Linked DNA regions of Mus musculus: region 1 is linked to region 2. Evidence: chromatin contacts called from public Hi-C data. All regions are on one chromosome and are shown on one strand. Each heading gives the region's core, a stretch centred on a gene start, on an enhancer-like site or on the middle of the called end of the contact. The rest is flanking DNA. Distances are from core to core; before and after follow the strand shown. Region 1 has its middle 31 kb from the start of Gm33647. Region 2 overlaps Gm39833 (a long non-coding RNA gene).

Region 1 (6,757 bases), core at 292-2,791, 200 kb after region 2:
CATATATTTAGGAATAGACATTTGTAACAACTAAAGAAAAAGAGGCCATGAATTTGAGAAAGAGAAAGAGGTGCATGGGATGGATGGAGGGGAGGGATTAAAAGAGAAGGGGGAAATGATGTCATTATATTCTACTTACAAAACATTTAAAAAGTCATTGTAGGAAAGAAAGGAAGAAAAGATGCAAGCTCCAGAAGAGAAGTAGTCAAACTCTTTGAATATTGAAAGAGAGTTGAGGGGGTGTAAATGTGCGTCGCTGAGAAAGAGAGTTTTCAGAGCAGACTGTTCGGGTATTTTATACCAATTATGTGCAGCTATTGCTTTGAATAATTTCTCTGCCCTGCTGAGATTTCCTTTTTACAAATCCTGGCGCAATTATAAGATGGAAGTCTGGAATGTATAAACAGTGTCCTTTGAACAGTAAATGAGGCACATTCTTCTAAACTCAAGGGTAGGAATGTGCTACCTCTTACCCTATGTTCTCTGCCTTCCTCTCCCTCCTAATCAAAAGCTCAGAAGCCAGTGTGGAGTTCAACAGTGTATAGAAACGTGACTTCTCTTTCTTTCTTTCTTTCTTTCTTTCTTTCTTTCTTTCTTTCTTTCTTTCTTTCTTTCTTTCTTCTTTGAACAGTTTAAAATAATAGTTCCATCAAATTAACAAAATCTTGAGGTTGCTCTGACATTATAGCCAGTACACTTAATTCCATCTTGGGCGGCCAGTGTTCAGAATTCCTCATTCGGCTCTGTTCTGTTTCCAACCTTAACAGGAGAATCTGTGATAGATTGCCTTCCCCTTTAGCTTTGAAACTAAACCCTAAATCCTGTGCCAAGTCGGTGCACTTGGGGTGTGGGGGATGGGGGGGAATGATACCCTTGGAGCAGAGCATCAATTTCTAAGTTTCTGATTTCCTAAATGCCAGCTGGTTTGTGGCAAAGCAGTGTGTACTGGTGATGGCTAACGGGGTCTAAAACCCTGAAGAGAAGTGAACTGCCACTTGAAGTTAACTGTACAAAGCCCGAACTCCATTGTGTAGCAGAACTCACAGACCTTGCACAATGTTTACAGTAAGGTTTGGAGAGTTGCCTAGTGCTGGACTATATACAATTAAACAACGTGGTTGAACGGCCTTTCATGCTAGCCCTGCCCAAGGGGGGCCAGCGTGCACACGTGATCATTCTTGGAACTCTTAACATAAACAGGAATGCAGAACCTTGATGTGGAATTCCAAGTGCACGCTGGATTTTTTTTTCACATAAGTCCCCATAGAAGCTAAAGATAGCAACAATAAAGGGATCGCCAAAAGTGAATTATTTCTCTGTCAAAGAATGTAGTACTTTTATTTTGTGTGCAACTGAGCCTATGCAATTTTCTTTAAGCTGAGCTCAACATAGGAGAGTGTTTAAATTAATTACAAGATGGATTTTTTTGGAAAATAATGCTGGGAAATAATACAAAAGAATGCTTCCTGGGTCTTCCTGCCATGGTTTCTCTGAAAAGAGCTGGAATGATATGAGAGCTGAAAGTGAAACCAACCACTGGCCAGTTGCAGTCCACGCCATGTTTAAGAAGTTAGATTAGACCAACTTACCATTACAGTTAGCCCAGAAGGGAAAAGTCCTTGATGTTGATGGCGACAATAGGGGGAAACCATACAATGAGCATGATTTATTTAGTCATTTGGGGGAAGGGTGGAAATACATAAGGGATTGATTTATAGTTCTGTTGTCCAGAAATATAAATATATATTTTTAATGTACCTATTGCGTTTTCCCTAAAGTATCTTTCCTTTCAGTTTCTCAGGGGTGTTTGGCTTTGTAGTTCTGAAAAATAGTTTATATTGACACCAACATGAAGCATGGCTCTGTTGTCTGACATGGAAAGACCAAAAGCCGACTCAGTACCAGGATGATCTGAGCTCACCCCAGGCCCCTAGAGCCAGTGGCTCCAGCTGTTTCTGCCTCCAGTTTCTATTCTGTTGTCTGACATCAGGAAGTGTGTTAAGCATGATATTAGAGAGGTTTGAGTGGCTGAATACAAAGTGTTCCTGTTGTGTGTGCAACACAAATGACCACTGCTCACAAATGGGAGAATATGTGATGTATATGCTGGCCCTGGCAGAGCACTTCAAACTATTAAAAAATTACCTCATACATGTAACTTTACATGTTAAAGTTGCCTGTTTGCTTCCCTCTATCTGTCCTGAAACTCACAATTTAGAGTCTATATTATAAATCATGTTTTATCCTTTGATTTTTCTATATTATAAAGCCCCCACCCCCAACTTCTCAAAATCTCATCAAAAGATGTGAAAGTCTATCTTGAGTTAGACAAAAAAATATTCAGGACAAGGATTTGAAGGTACTTGTGAGCGTGAAGGAGGGACTTTGGAGTACTGGCTGTCAGTCAAAAAAGATCACTCTGTTGATCCAAATAGCCTTTAAATAAACAATTGCTAAACTATCTTTAATTGTACCTTTATGTGTTTAGGGTACAGTATTGCATATACAGCCATGCATATTTATGAATTCCAACTGGTTTATTTTTTTTCAAGGAAATAAATAATTTCAAACATCTCTTTCTAGTATTAATTTTTTTATAATGTAGAAGAAAGCTGATTGTGATATTTTCTGTAAACTTTAAAAATAATCTCTCATAAATTAATATTTTCTCTTTTACTGAAAAAAATCCTAATTTAAAAAAATGGTTGCTTTGTAGAAATCTCTCCTTTTGGTTCTCCTTTTGTTGTTATTAAAGGGTGCTAATCTTAGCAAATCAGAGTGACCAGTTTATATGCATCTGAATTCTGTATCTGGTGACATTGTGTTTTCAGCTTCATTGGATTAAGTGACTTTTTTTTCTTCATGGTAAGTGTTGTTCTTTTGAGTAAGAGATCATGTTGGATTGCTACCTTTTCCATGCGATTCTGAGTCACCAGACTAGTGATCCAGCTATGACTGAAAATGTAGTGATCTGTCAGGCATACCTTTACACATATAGAAGGCTATGCATCAGTTGTGCATTTTCTACCTCATCTTCTATGCAGATATTGAGACGACTGTGCACCGCTTCTTTCGAAGGCTGTGTTGATGCAGACATCGAATGAAGTAGATATGGATGGGTCTGAGAAGCCATTCTTGGGTTTAATCACATCACCATTAAATTATGATAAAGATCTGTGCAGTGATACTTTTAAGGAGGCATATTGATCATTTAGAATTGGGAAAGCATAGTCTCTGTGTGTGTGAGAGAGAGAGAGAGACCACAATACAGCGTGGCTGGAATGGAACATAACGACTAACATCACTAATCCAAGACGGAAGTCAAAGATGGCTTCCGGAGAGATGCCTCTGGAAGAAGCAGACAGTAACCCTAGTTTTTGTCCAGGGGAAATAAAACATCCTTTATGGATGAGATGACACTTGTGAACAGTTCTGGAAGATGACAACAGTGGTGGGCAGTGGTGTTTGTTTGGGAATAGGAGAAGAAAGAAGCAGGACAGGGCCTGTGTGTCTTGTGTTCAGACTGTCAGAGCAAAATACCGCTGGCTCTGTGGCACTGGCCACAGAGATGCTTTTTCTCACAGCTCTATGGCTAGAAGTACTTGATTAGTAAGTGGAAGAGAAAGAAAGGTGTTTAATCCCTGCCACAGCTAGCGCACTCTCCAGAGCTAGCCCACTCTCCAGAGCTAGCCCACTCTCCAGAGCTAGCCCACTCTCCAGAGCTAGCCCACTCTTTGGAGGAAGGCATCCTGACTCTGAGGCTCTGTTCTTGTGATCCTATTACCTTCCACTTGGCTGCACTTCCCAGTACTGCATACTGGGATCTATGTTTTCCAGCCCGTTTTGATGGGATACACTGTCTGCAGACCCATTCAGGTAAACCAAATTTTATACACACACACACACACACACACACACACACACACACACACACACACATATATATACACACACATACACACACACACACACACACACACACACACACACACACACACACACACACACTACTTCAATTTAGAATTCCACTTTGTAAGACTGAACACTAGAAATAAATCCTACACAGCTGAGGGAACTTCCCAGCAGGTATAGATCATGGTACAATTAGAATTTATTAACGGAAGGACATTGTTACTAATAACAACAACAATGACAGTCACGATGATGGCTATCATTACCCCTTATTAAATATTTACGCAAGGCAGGCTCCGATCCAGGAATTCATATGTATGCAAATCTGTTAAAATATATAGCTAGGCATGAGTATATTTCCTGGTAGAATAAACAATAAGAATAAAAGGACAGTGATAAGTTAATGTAGTTGCTAAACAGAATAAATTCCATCTACAAATATCCATTTCATGTAATCAGGAAAATAATATGCACTCTGCCGTGTGGGGAGTGATGTTGCTGTTTTATACTGACAATTTGAAATTGTTGATTAACATATGCTAGAAAGTAAAAATAAATTCGGTTGAGAGAATAATATTTGGGGAGTGTGATGTGCAGCTATTCCAAGCAGAACACCAGCTTGAGTCTTCGTCGACACCCGCACAACAGTCGTGTCTGTACGGGTTTCCCATCTTGGCTCTGGAGTGAGTGTCATACTCCAATGAAACCATACTTAACATCATTTCATCACTGAGCTTCAGGTGCAGCTGGTGCTGGCCAAGAGTCTTTTGTTCCGAGTCTCCATTGTCGTCCTCCCTTTCCAGACATGCGACGTGGTTCCGAGAAGCCCAATTTCCATTGTTTTGTCTGTGCGCCGAGAGATCAGCTTTATATTCTTTAGGTTTTATTTTTTTGAAAGGTGTTAATCCCTTGCAGTGTTACACTGAGACGTGTGCATCCTATAATTATACACGTTAGCTTATAGTAACTGGTGTCTCTGCGGAATTGCTCCTGAATTTATATACTTGTGCGAGAGCCAGCAGTAGGCTTGCCAGTAAGGCCCTCAGAGAAAACAGAAGGCGCTCATATAGATTCTAAAATTAATGACACTTTAAAGACGGAGGGTCTCTAAGGAGGTGGCGATCAGTTGTGCACCTACAAAGCCCTGGGTTGTGAATCTGGTGAAGTGACCCATGAAGAAACTACAACCTGCTAGAGAAATGAGCTTAGAAGCCAGCCCCACGCCTGTCTCTCAGTGTTCAGAAGCTCTGTGTGGGCAGAAATCTCAGAGACATGGGGCGAGACTGATGGATGAAGAAGTCTCAGGCATTGGAGATAGATCCTCATAGGGGTTCTGGATTCTGCATCTTTGGCATTTGGAGGAAAGGATGCTTTGAGTTGGACATGAGGGTGAACTTGGAAAACAGCTGGCAAATACCACAAGAGAATGTACTAGTGTGTCAGCCCAGCTGACCCACAAGAAATTTGAAGAGTATTTATTTATAATATGTCTAACTTTTGTATTCTTTCCCTCTTCCAATCTCTCTGTATTTGTTTACAAACAGTTAAGTCAGTCAGCCATGTTTTGGTATCTCAAATGGTTTCCAGAAATGGTCCATAGAGCCGAAGGACCCAAGCTAGGGATGAAATGTTAGCATAAGAAAAAAAGACCTGGATCCAAGTGTCTATTAAGAATGGAGTTTCCACAAATGAAAAAGAAAAAACTGTAATGATTCCTAGTTATATTGTATCTATTTTTAAAAATCCCATAAAACTTTCTCTGCCCTCAGTAGCAATTAATCATGCCCACATAATCTATATATTTAAACCAAAGGAATCGCCTGTCTCACACAGTATATATTGTAATACTGTGTTGGGTGGAAGCTAATAAGAAAAACTAGAAAGTACCTTACTTTGTTTTGTTAAAACTAGAAGATTGAAAGCAAGTCCTTTTCTATCAAAGCTGACTTCCGGTGGATATACCCTTTCATGTTAGATCAAAAAAGTCTGACCTGAGCTCTGGGCAGGGACAATTACTCACCCTCTAGAGCTGTGTGCTACTGCCATATTGGCAAAACAGTCTGAATGGAAACCAGACATAGGCGTGAAGCCACATCCCAGAGGTACCTGTGAGCCAGACTTGCTTCAGGATTTCTGATACTAACATGTGGATAACACTAATCAACACCTTCAGAGTAGTCTAGACCGGTACTATCTCATTCTTTGTAAAACCTGGCTGCTGTGTTCCTTTAAGTCTAATACACACACTCTCCCATCTAAAACAGCCCTGAAGTCTAGATGTACCTTATGATTGAGAGCGTGTTTGAATGGCTTATCAGCTCGAACACAGCTGAGGTCTTCTGTAGAAGATCTGTGGAATCTGTTTGCATGGAATCCCCACCTAGAACAAGTCTCTTATTCTCTGCTCGAGGCATGGTTAGACCACGCTGGTTGTGCGTTCCCAGTGCCAGTTTGTAGTTCAGATTTTTAGAAACTGTCTTTCAGCCGATCACGAGCCTGAGGCCTGCATGTTTCCTTGCTCTCTTTTAGTGTGGGAAGCCGACCTCTTGTGTATTCTCCCCAGAAAATGGGCCCCTTTGCTAGCTTAGTGTTTGTGTGGTAACCTTTTATAACATTATTTCTTCGGAGACATTTTTCACTGACTGGTTCTAAGTGGAATAATTGTATGTGCAACTTTTGATGTCAGGTTGCCATGACATAGGAGCTCTGATGCATCTGAAAACCTGGAAAGGTTTGGCCTACCAGAGGGGTTATGAGAATTTTTTTTAATAGATGAGGCGGTTATGATGTCCTTGAAGGTTTGAACTTAGGAGTGTGCCTCCCTGACTGGCACGGCTGTAGCAGT
Region 2 (6,596 bases), core at 1,384-3,883:
TGCTTCTTGTGGCCATTACATTCAATATTTTACCTAGTAACTTTGAAATATATGCAAACTGTCACACAGATGTTTGCAGATGTGGTCCATTAGCGGTTAAAGAATGACAGTCCACAACATGGGAGACCTACTTCATCACTCCGTGCAGAGAGCTGAGCCTTCTCAATCTCTCGTTGAATAAATGGAAACCATTTTGCAATCGCTTCAGGTTACTGTTCACTTCAAACAAGAAAATCTGTATTAGTATTCCTACAGGGGATTTGTAATTTTAGTCTCACGAGTCCAACACATAACAGATGAACTACTTTTTAAAATACCCCCCACAGAGTTGATATTTGGGGGAAAAACATAACTTGCAGTTTAAAAATGCAAATACATTTATTTATTTTAAAAGAAGCAAAACGTGAAACGTCAGAATGGGCTGATGAGAAGCGAATGTTTCCCCGGTGCTGTTCATTTGTTTGCACTGGAGAGAAAGGCTCTGCTCACCAGGGCCACTTCACACAGCAGCGCTGACCTAAATTATCTTTTGCTTTCCATCTTGGTATTTGGCTGCACAAAAGAAATGTAAAAAAGAGAGAAAAGAATTTCTGCCAAACATTCGCCAAAAGTTGAGACTACTAATTCAGTAAGAATAACTTCATAGCTCTGTCATGCTATATTTGTTTGGATGGATGGATGGATGGATGGATGGATGGATGGATGGATGGATGGGCAGATGGATGGATCGATCAGTGGATTAATCAATGGATGGATGGATGGATGGATGGATGGATGGATGGATGGATGGATGGATGGATAGATTGATCCAGGAAGGGTCACATGTAATTGATATTTATTTACTTACTTAGACATGGTGTCATATAGCCCAGACTGGCCTTCAACTCCTAACTCTTTTGCATCCACCTGCAATTGCAGGCATCTGCTATCACTAACAACAACATCTGGCGTTGTTTTACAATGTCATGGCTTCATCAGCTCATTGTTAGAGCAGCATCATGGTTTAGATGACATAGTCTCGGCAGACAGGTGTAGTTTTGGAGGTGAAGTCCTTTGCTTCTACTTCTATTCTAACAATGAGGATGTGAGCCTCCAGCTCTCCTTAAAACCTTCTGCATTGCCAGGTCGTGATGGCGTACACCTTTAATCCCTGTACTCTGGAGGCAGAGGCAGGCCAGTCTCTGAGTTTGAGGCCAGCCTCCTCTACAGAGCAGGTTCCAGGTCAGCCAGAGCTACACAGAGAAACCCTGTCTTGAAAAAAACAACCGTCTTCTTTGTCTCCCTACCATCTGTTTCTATTATATATAATAAATATCACTGGAGCTTTCTTCCTAAGTTTCAAAGAAAAGGCAGAACAAAAAACCAAAATAATCAACCTCCTCTATCTCAACTTGAATTCTTTCTCTAATATTTCTTTTGTTTTTCCCTTTGAGCAATAGTTTTTATTTCTTCATCATTACAATTTACATTTCCCTGATTTGACTATAAAGCTCATGCAGAGCATAGCATAGCATATTTTATTTATTTATTTATTTATTTATTTATTTATTTGATATTTTCTTTATATACATTTCAAATGCTATCCCGAAAGTTCCCTATACCCTCACCCACTCACTCCTGCTTCTTGGCCCTGGCATTCCCCTGTACTGAGGCATATAATGTTTGCAAAACCAAGAGGCCTCTCTTCCCAGTGATGGCCAACTAGGCTGTCTTCTGCTACCTATGCAGCTTTCTTCCCCGGCATTTCTTTTCATAAATTGACATCATATAGGAATAAGATATGCAGTATACATTGTCACTAAATCATCCCTCCCCATGCTCTCCCAATGTCCAGTCTAATCCTAGTTTGTTTACTGTGTTCCTTCTCCACAAATCCAGGAGAACTGGGAAGACAGTTTATGGGGAGGGAAACAGAACTGAGAAAAGCTGGACTTCTCCTTTGCAGACAGTTGGTAGCAACTGGGGGGAAACTAAAACTCTTCACATACTCTTAGCTCATCCTAATGGTTACACTTTCCTGACTATCCAGCCAATGCCTAAAGCTGTTCACAAAACTTCTGGAAACTTAAAATCCCAAGCAGCGAGAGCTTGATAAATTGAAGACGCTCTTCACTTCCTCTCAAGAGCCTCGGAGCACCGAAAAACTCGCCGAGGAGAGCTACTGCAGCCGCTTTGCACAGCACATTTTTGCTGTAGAGATTTGGAGTGGTGTAGGTCGAAATTTTGACCCTAAGCACCGGGAAGTTCCCGCCCATGATGTGAATCCCGAGAAACATCTGGAGTCTTGTGCAGTGAATCTCTAAATCTTCATTTCCCCATGTGGTGCGCACACAGGTTGTACGTTATGATTTAATCAGCTGTCTTTAGAACAACAGGCACTTGGAATTCAAACACATTAGAAGGGATGGTGGTGTTTTGAGAGTAACAGCAGGACCACACTTCTGTCCCAGAGCAGCCCTGGCCGAGAGTTCCTAGGATCCTTTTACACTTGTACAAAGTAAACTTTCCTTCCTTTGGTCAAAGGGACAGGGCATGCGCTATCTCAAAGAAAATCCACTGCTCTTGCGCCTCGTGACTCACCCAGAGACTTGGTTCAACATTAGGTCACCGTGGAACACTGACTGTAGCAGAAACACATAAAGTCTCCAAACGGGGGAGAGGAGGACGCTATTCCGGAATCCTGTTGCCAGAGTAACATAAACCCAGTGTGTTTTCACAAGGAAATGAGTCACTTGTTTCTGTTGGCTAAAACTCTGTTTTCTTTAATTTCATATTTTAGCTTGTTTAATATATGCCGAAAGAGCCCAGGGTTTCCAGTTTTCAGACTGGGATAACTTGCTAATTAAAAGCTCAACAGAGGGTTTTGCATGGCAATTAAACCAAAGGGGATAAAAGGAACACTCTGGCAAGCAGAAGCACACAGGGAACCAGAACGGGGAAGCAAGAGCACTCAGGGCACAATCAGCTGTCCAGAGGGAACAGGAGGGGGATGTGCACCAGGAGGCCCCCAGAAGAAAACAACTCCAAAAGTCATCCACTGGAATGATACAGCACCCTCAGACCAAGTTAACATCTCCTTACCCGGATTCACTGGGTACTGGCATGTTTTTCTTTCTTTTAGATGGTCTACATTAGAAGGCATAGGAGTCACAAGGGCCACGAGATGCAGACTGGAATATAGGCAAGGAAAGGGAGAGCAACCATCTATGGGGCATCAGGAAGCAACAAGGACTGCGACATTCAGCAGAAAAGTCCTCAGTGTTTGGTATAGATGGCATGCATCTGGTGGTTGGGTTTATCCTGTGGGGTTCTAGATGAGGCTTTTTTTTTTCCTGAGATGCTAAAATATCATTTCTCAGTTTCCTAGGAAGGCTATCGTGTGTGTGTGTGTGTGTGTAATAAAAAAAGGTCAACCTTCCCTTAGACTTACTGTAAGTATCATACAGTTAGTTATATACAGAGCATCCCAGTAACAAAGAGGAGAGAGGGGGTGGGGGAAGGGGAGGGGAGGGGAGAGGAAAAGAGAGAAGGAGGGGAGGGGAGGGGAGGGGAGGGGAGGGGAGAAGAGAAGAGAAGAGAAGAGAAGAGAAGAGAAGAGAAGAGAAGAGAAGAGAAGAAAGAGAAGAGAAGAGAAGAGAAGAGAAGAGAAGAGAAGAGAAGAGAAGAGAAGAGAAGAGGAATCAGACCTGGATAATTTTTAAATGCCATCAGAGAGACTGGAGGAATAAATAGGGAAATGAAGCTTCAGTGTAAGGAAAGAAAGCTGGCTGATAGCCTTGGTTATAGGCAACAGTAGGGAAGCCAAAGGAAGAGGGGATTGGGGACAATATCTATAGTGATAGGATCCTTAGGAAGTCAAATGTTCCCATAAGGCAATAAGTGGAGGGTTGGTTTCAGGGGCTGCAGAAGAGATTCTTATCTACAAAGTAGGTAGTACTGACCTACTTACTCAAATGTTATGAAAAGCAAGCACTAAAACCCACCCGTAGTTATACAAGCTGACCATGTATTTGAGGAAAGACTAGCAGAAGGGGAAGTGGAAGCTGTATTTAGTATTTGACTTCCTTTCTAACATTTTTACTTGATATTCAATGCTAGGCTCCAACACCAGTATTTAAGATTCATAGAAAAGCTTTCTCCTCTAAACCAGAGAGTCCTCATGGCTTCCTCATTTCTGCCAACGTTGCTATCATTCTGTCTGTCTGTGTGACAATCTGTGTGACAATCTCAGACTCCAGAGCCGCCTCTGAGTCTTCCCTTCCCTTCCCTTCCCCCCTCTACCCTGCATTCCCTCCTTCTTATCTCCTTATCTCCTTCTCTGCTTCCCTTCCTCCCTCTCTCCCTCCCTCTCCCCCCCCCACACCCCCACATCCTATGTGTCTGATCACTCACCACCTCACCACACTTACAGGGTTTTGTGTAGTATTCTATTATTCTATTGTGTAGACATGCCTTCTTGACTTTTTTTTTTTTTTTTTTTTTTTTTTTTTTTTTTTTGTAGCCAAGTCCGTCCTTGTCCAGAACCCTGGCTGTCACTTCACAGCTCATTTATCACAGCCATTTTCTAACTGGTCTCTGCCTGCAGTCACTCACTCCTGCAATCCATCCTAGTGGTTACTGCAGATGGGCTGTTGTGAAATTCCACTAAACATGTGGGGTGGGGCTGTGGGGAGCTCAATCCTGCTCAAAGCTACCATGACATCCAAGTTTAGGTATGCAAACTAGTGCTCAAGTTCTCCATATTAATAGTTCCTCATTCACCCAGCTTCATCTTCCATGCCTCTCATCTGAAATCCTTCTCTCTGAGCATGTCACTCCCTCTCCTTTCTCCCCTCCCCCCACTTAAAGATGCTCCTCCCCCTGGAAAATAGCCCCACCCATTTCATTCCTACACTCTCAGGTCTCACCTCGCTGACCAGCTCCCTCCTCCCCAAAGCTTGCAGGTATTCTGCGCCATAATCCAGCTTATATTTATTTAAAATTTTTAAATATTTAAAAAGTGAATTTGGATCTTGTTCAAAAATAAAATCGTACCTTTCTAGACAGGTGTACTGGACTGTACCTGTAGACCAGTATACTCAGAAGGCTAAGGCAGGAGGATTGCTTGAGATAAGGAGTTGCTAACCTACCTGGGCAGCCTCTTGAGACTGCCATCTCAAAAATAAACTAAATGAATAAAGAATGCTTAACTTTCTGAAGAAAGGTCTTATTGGAGGATTCTATAGTTTCAGTGACATTCTATATTCTCAGTGAATACACAGCCTATAGTGAGTATTTCTTGAATAAAGAGGGTAATTATCTTAATAATGTCATCTGTAGCTTGTGAGGCTGAGTTGAATGTTTTTAATACATTTTAATGAGTGTGTTTTCAAGATGTTCATAACTTCCTTTATAGACATCATTTGTTCATCTTTCATGCATGTCTGAAAAATTTAAGAACATTAATTAAATGTCTAATCAATTTGCATCATAATTAGTTCCCTCCAAATCCTTATTTAGCACCATGGTCTTTTTTTTTTTTTCCTTTAGAAACATTTCTTTCTTCTCTAGATATTTTTCCTGCAACATCTGCATTTGTATTATGTAGGCTTCATTAATTCTTCATTTTATCCTTGTATTTTTAAGCCACTACTTAGCTTCTATAGTTTACACTAGAAAAGTACAATGTATATATACAGTCTTCTATTTTTTCTGTTGAATAGAGTAATTTACAAGAAATGACTATACGCATTTGCGACTTTGGCAGATGAAAGCAAATCAGCACCTGTATGAATGTGAGCCCATGCCCACAGACGCCATGAACACCTGTCTCTGCAAGGCTTTACTCTTGCAGTGCATTGCCAGACTTTTAAGAGGTTCTGTAAGTTTCATGAGTAGAAAAATTACTAATGGTAGCAGCTTTTAAATCACCCCTATTGAAGTTTAATTAATATAAAAATCTGATTACTTTTTGACCAATGCATATACCTATGCAGTCACTACCACAGCAGGCATAGAATATCTCCATGAACCACGAGGATTCCTCCTTCCCCTCTGTATCTAAGCCCTGTTTCCATTTTTAAGCCCTGACAACCAGCCACTGCTGTTCAGTTACTATAGCTCTCTACTTTCAGAACTTGATTTAAAGGGATCACAGAGTATACACTCTTCTAAACAGCTTCTTTTTTTTTTTTTATAGCAAAAGTTTGTAAGTATCTTTCATGCCAATGTGTACAGCAACCTTTAATTCTTTTTTTTTTCCTTAGAGAGCAATAATCTACTGCTGGGATGACAGTGTTTTGAGATAGTCATTTTTGTACTAGCCAGGCACAACCTGTAAGCCACTCTAATAAGTCCCCTTTTATTATACGTAGATTCATTCCATCACTTCCATTCTTCTAGAGAACCTGATTAACACAGCATGATAAGCCAAACCTTTGTTTCGCCCACTTACCGGTTGAGGGGCATATATTATCCTGTCCTGTTTAGGGCTATTATGAATGAAACCACTATGAATGATTAAATATAAATGTTTATATAAAGGTATATTTTCATTCTCTTGTATAAACAACTAAAAGAACTATGAGATTAGTGAGTGTTATGGTATCTATTTTTAG

Evidence for each region. Hi-C and Micro-C count contacts between places; a contact is called where the count stands out from the background.
Region 1: a contact with region 2 is called in a Hi-C map of muscle stem cells, with 3 times the contacts expected there. The contact joins two enhancer-like sites. A contact is called at or near these places in 3 of 484 Hi-C or Micro-C datasets (the N1E-115 cell line, muscle stem cells and peritoneal macrophages).

Annotation. Positions count from the first base shown.
Region 1 is chr2:60,934,930-60,941,686 of GRCm38.p6, reverse strand. It overlaps a transcript of Rbms1 not described here. Among named protein-coding and RNA genes, the nearest start is that of Gm33647, 31 kb to the left of the region's middle. Within about 2 kb of position 1,541, at least 99 of the 459 cell types and tissues checked have an H3K27ac peak or open chromatin away from gene starts, as enhancers often do. A contact at or near this core is called in muscle stem cells, where this site is marked.
Region 2 is chr2:61,135,143-61,141,738 of GRCm38.p6, reverse strand. All of the region lies in intron 2 of Gm39833 (a long non-coding RNA gene), which reads right to left. Among named protein-coding and RNA genes, the nearest start is that of Gm39833, 11 kb to the right of the region's middle. Within about 2 kb of position 2,633, at least 164 of the 459 cell types and tissues checked have an H3K27ac peak or open chromatin away from gene starts, as enhancers often do. A contact at or near this core is called in muscle stem cells, where this site is marked.